Linked DNA regions of Gasterosteus aculeatus: region 1 is linked to region 2. The links are chromatin contacts, called in public Hi-C maps. All regions are on one chromosome and are shown on one strand. The core of a region is the stretch at or near the end of the contact, and the rest is flanking DNA. Distances in the headings are between cores, read along the strand shown. Region 1 overlaps ppp2r3a (protein phosphatase 2, regulatory subunit B'', alpha). Region 2 holds the start of nceh1a (neutral cholesterol ester hydrolase 1a).

What was found. A called contact is a pair of places that touch in the nucleus more often than the background predicts.
Region 1: a Hi-C map of liver shows a contact between it and region 2, with 4 times the contacts expected there. The contact joins the enhancer-like site here to the promoter of nceh1a in region 2. A contact is called at or near these places in 6 of 6 Hi-C or Micro-C datasets (blood and trunk muscle, liver, skeletal muscle and 2 more).

Annotation. Positions count from the first base shown.
Region 1 is chr15:11,218,898-11,221,628 of fGasAcu3.hap1.1, reverse strand. The region is part of intron 2 of ppp2r3a (protein phosphatase 2, regulatory subunit B'', alpha); the gene reads right to left. Among protein-coding and RNA genes, the nearest start is that of fndc3ba, 22 kb to the left of the region's middle. Within about 2 kb of position 1,333, at least 5 of the 9 cell types and tissues checked have open chromatin away from gene starts, as enhancers often do. A contact at or near this core is called in liver, where this site is marked.
Region 2 is chr15:11,175,358-11,178,057 of fGasAcu3.hap1.1, reverse strand. It overlaps nceh1a (neutral cholesterol ester hydrolase 1a), which reads left to right and starts at 1,349. Exons shown (of 5, transcript XM_040200047.2): 1 at 1,349-1,596. The coding sequence starts at 1,456.

The sequences.
Region 1 (2,731 bases), core at 84-2,583, 44 kb before region 2:
GTGCAATGGTTTCAACCCAGGACAGTTTTCTCGTCCCTCTACTTAACTGAAGTTAAAATCATTACAAATACAAATGAAGTAACATGTGAAAGTCAAACAGATTCTGATTTAGACCCTGACGCACCGCTGTCATACCACAGATTCTCCTGTAAGTGGAGCTACAGAGCCTCTTCAAGTCCTACAGACACAGTGCCGCATGCCACAGATGTGCACCACTAGAGGGTAGCAGCTCTCTGCTCGTTGCCATGTCCAATATGTCCCCACACTCACAGGTGAGCCCGGATCTGGTTCTGCTGCCTCGTCCTCAGCTCCTTGATCTCATTCTCAAGGCCAACGTTCCTGAAATCGCCCTGGCTGACGGAGTGAGAGGTTCCACTTCCAACAATGAAACCCATTGAGCTAATAGAAGGAGCCACAGTCTCAGACATCATTCTTACACAAACAACTTTAACACGTCATTAGTGACACGCCGCCACGAGGGGCAATAACTCGGTTGTACTTGTTCCAGACAACTTCTGTTTCATTCAAATTCAGGACACGGGGGCTAAACAAATCCCGACGTGCTTAACCAGATCAACTGTTGAGAGTCATTTTGTGGAGAAAAACGGCTGGCCCAGTTTGGGTGGAGCCGGGTGAAGGGTGAGGTCTAAGGGAGAGTTTAATTAGCGAGATGTGTGTGTCGGGGCAGCTCACACACAAGCTTCTACAAAGTCATAACGTTATGGAACTTATGGTATTGTTTCACATGGAAACAAGCGCACACGGCCACACCCGCATCTACGGCGTCAGTATTCTGAAATAAACTGAAAACATATCCAGTCTCCATTTGATCCCCCACGGAGACACGATTCTGTGGGGGAGCCTCCTCAACAGCCAATCAGATTACACAACTGATAGTGTGGGGAAGGGGAGTCCCGTCAGCTCGCCTAACATGTTATTGTTGGTTCCATGGTGACGGGGAGGGAGGCCCAAAGACTCAGGCAGCAATGCCTCCCACTGAGCTATAAACATTTCAGATACAAAACTTACTTGCACATGTGTGTGTGTGTGTGTGTGCGCGCGCAGACAAGCAGCTGTGCAAGTGTCCACTCTCCAGCAAAGCCTGATGCACTGGGAACAGCAGTTGGAAGCCATCCGAGTCTGTGGGAGTGATGATTCATGTCACTTGCTTAAAAGTGCTGTGTGTGTGTGTGTGTGTGTGTGTGTGTGTGAGAATCAAAGGGCTGCGTTGTGAATGTCTCATTGTCCAGGCTAACCTTGGATAGTATGATCTGTATTGGAAAAGTCATTTCACACATAGCAACATACGTCCTTGTCTTGCAGTGCATTGTGTGTGTGTGTGTGTGTGCGTGCGTGTGAGAGTGTGCATGTGTGAGAGTGTGCATGTACTGTATGCATTCATCTGTATTATTCTGCAGCTAAGCTGGAACAAGCACCTTTCCCCCTTGGCCGAGGTTCCCACTGTGACCTTATTTCCTGTGGAAGCAGCCGAGGAATGATGTCATCCTCTGCCGACCCAAAGTCAAAGTCAACAGCAGTACACTATAACCGCCCCCCCCTCCTCCCCCTCCCTATACACAAGCACCATCTCCGTTCCTTTTCTTTGCCAGTTCCTCTTCTTCAAAAACTCCCTATGAGCTCCAAGTAAACTTCTCAGATGACCAAAAAACGCTCCCACCGTCTCACACAGACAGTCATTTGTTTGCTTCTTCCATCTTCCTGTTATTTTCTTTTCGTCCCCAAGCTTTCCTTTATCGCTCCTTTTATCCCCTTTCAAGCCGCCCTGTGCCAAAAAGGAGAACATTCTGTCGAAAAGGTCAACACTTCCTTTCCTCAGTTGGCTAAGAAATATGAAATATGAAATCCAGAAAGAGGAGCAGTCATCTCTGCCTCAACAACAAGCTGTAATATTAAAAAAAACAGCTCTGCGCCTTTAAATCATGTCGCCATCGACTGTACTGGAATAACCCCACAGAACCAGAAACATGCAGGTCAGATTAGGCTGCAGTGGAATGTGATCTCAAATTTCTCTTCTCATATTTGCAAAAAATAGAAAAAAAGTGTACAAGAAAGAGACGCCAACCGCAACTGTAAGGTCATTGACCTCGAGTGCCACGAACAGATTTAGTCGCCTGTGCTCTCAGCGTCAGCGCTGCCACGTCTCCCCGCGCCGGCTCGGCTGTTGGGGCCTTGCCTCTGATTTATATCGGCTGGCTTCTTTGTATCCATGGAGATTAATGGGTGTGCTCTGACAGGTGCAGAGAGCCCTGTATTAGTCTGTCAGCAGCAAAATCAACAATAAACACATGTGCGCATGCAAGCACACGCGCACCAACACACACCAACACACACACACGGATGACAATGCTACTGCCAGTGTCAACCCAGAGGGCTTTGCAAAGCTTCCCATCAAAGCCACGACAATGCCGAGGGAAACGCAGCTACACATCTCCGTGGAGCAGTGTGTAAGTAGTTGTGTTTTGAAGTGCATTGTCTCACTTGTGTGTGTGTGAGGGAGTTTGGCTTGTTTGTAATTTGATTGGCAGGTTAATGAGGCAAGAGGTAAAAGGTCGGCGCTGAGGAATATTAGCATAAGTGCAAGAGTTGGTATTGGGTGTCAGAGAGCTATTCCCAAACTCAGCTGTGACCCGCAATAGCTCAACATGCCCCCAGGCCAACTAACAGACACACACACACACACACACAAACGCACACACTTGGCGGAACACAC
Region 2 (2,700 bases), core at 100-2,599:
ATTTGATCACAGATCTTTCATTGAACTCATCTTGTGTCTAGGATTATTTTCTGTACTTAAATAAAAGCCAAATTGTGAACAACTAAGGAAATTAAAAGAGAAAACATTGATCGACAGAAATGTAAAAGGAGTACAGGGATCAATAGTCTGATCATTAGCCAACGATCATGAGTGTGATCTCTATCCAACAACTTGGCACACTAATCCATTCCAGTAAAACTTCAGTTCAGTATTGATTAATACACATAAAAGGAATCAATAACCAGAGTTACAGAGCCCTGCGTCGTGCTCCTGTAATGGCCTCTACAGCATTAACAGGATGTTTTCTATTTATGTTGTTTTTAGATGGCAACTTACTTTAAATGTTTACTCTTTAAAAGTCTACTCTTTACTGCAATTAAAGTAACTCTGCATTTACCGATCTTTGCTGCACTTCAAAGTACTACTCTTACACGTATGAGATTTAGTTATACAAGCATTCAACTTTAAAGAAGACAGTGAGGCATTGATTGAAGACGCATTTTCAAAACAGTTTAGTGGTTGTTTTTAAATGCTTTAATTATGTATAATCACCTAACCAAATTGCTTTTTTCGTTACCTTTTATTTACCTTGAGCTACACGCTGGAAGTGAAGACAAACGCGGACGTGTGGCGTCCCTGCAGCACTCTGCAGCTCTATTGTGCCTCTCTGTGGTCACGTGCGTGTAACACACGTTTGCAACACCCCTGCGGACTTCACGCACAAAAAAATCATTTCCCAAAAGCCCATTCGCTGCTGCCACTCAGCCTTCAAAATAAAAGTGCCAGTCATGCTGAGTCAAGTTCAAAATACATTTTGTGTGAATTGTTTTTCTAATTGTAATCGTAGGCTGATAGAATACCTACAATTTGCTAGATACTGCTTAACAAAGGGGGGCACTACATATACTACATGTATATATATTATGTATACATGTAGTATATGTGTAGTACTATTTATGCTATTCACATATATATGTGTATATATATATGTATATATATATACATATATATATATAGACATATATATGTGAATAGCATAAATAGGCAGGATGTAGCAAATTTTAGCAAATCTAGCAAATTGTATATATATATATATATATATATATATATATATATATATATATATATATATATATATATATATATATAAAGTTATATATAATAACTGTAATATAACTGTAACTGTAACGTTATTGAATCCGAACGTGTCGAAATGTATCGAGTGATTTAGTCTCCTGCCATCATGCTCAGCGTAGATGTCAATAAAGGTTTTATTTTAAAGACTTCCAGCGGAAGCAGTCTGAACGCATTTGCCTCCCTCCCGCCCCTCCTCCCTCCCCCACTTCACCCCCCACAACCCCAGAGAGACCCGGTGCAGCCCGCAGAGCCCGTGCGATCGCTGTCCGCTCCCCCTGCCAGTCGGAGAGGCACGAGATGAGGCTGCTTCCCGCTGCTGTCACGCTGTCACTGGCGGTGGCCCTCGCGTACTACGTGTACGTCCCGATGCCCGATGCCATCCAGGAGCCCTGGAAGCTCATGCTGATGGATGCAGGATTCCGAGCCACGATGCAACTGGTGAGAGGGCAGATGTTTTAGTCACTGGGGGTGTGTGCGTGGTGGTAGGATGTGCTGCAGGTGGAAGGGTGCAGGTGCACAAGCAGAGGCTAATATGTGCAGGGGACTTGTTTTCCACATGAAAAGGGGCAGGTGGCAGGTACTGCATGCCAAAGTAATACCCGATGTAATAGTGGGAAGGACACAACACTGTGACACAAAGGTTGGACTTTGATCCTACACACCTAAGCCATGTTTTGAATAATCTACATCATGCTATGACATGATTAACACTGTGTTCTGTTACGGATGAGAGTGTCTACAGTGCTTCTCTTTATTGGAAGCCGTTTTCTAACAGCAGACTGAAATGTAGAAACTTTGTGAACAGCTTTATTGTGAAACCGCCATGCCGTTTTCTCACAGATTTAACCGGACTAATCTGTTGCAATGTAGCCACCATGGCGTTGGGTTGTGGGTTGGTGCAAGGACAACCACGTCCTCCCCCTCACCTTTGCTCTATTTTGAACTTGGCACTGCAGGTGAAGGGAAGTGATACGGGTTGTTGCTGTCCGGGTGAGAGATTGCACATGAATGTTCTACTTGTCTTTCCTTTCGAAATATGAAGTGAAGAAACCCCATTGCGAGAAGACTAAATAAACTCTTACCGGTTGTCATTTTTATTTGTGTTCTTTTATAAGATTTACTGTGTGAAGAAGAAGCTCAAATTGTTTTACACTACACTGTAATAAAAAAGTATTTTCCTGCCTCTCGCGCTGTGACGTTTTTTAGAGAAATGTTTGTTGGTCCCGACCTGAGGTGAACTTTTCAATTCAGACTTCTATCCGAAAAACCAACATTTCAGCCTTAGAAATTGATTGCAGCAATGATGTTGTGGAACGTTGTGGAGGTCGTGACTTGGTGTAGCTGACCGGTGCTGAAACTCCCCCCCCTCCCCCCCCTTGTCAGGCCAGCTGTGTCTGCTGGCCTCGGTTGAACCAGACTCTTGAGACAGTCTGGGAGGTTAGTGGGGAGGAGGGCAGACATCCTGAGACACAGTAGGATACAGTGCAGAAGGACAGAGGGGACTAGGCGAGACGAAGGGTTTCACAAGTTTGCTTCCACTCT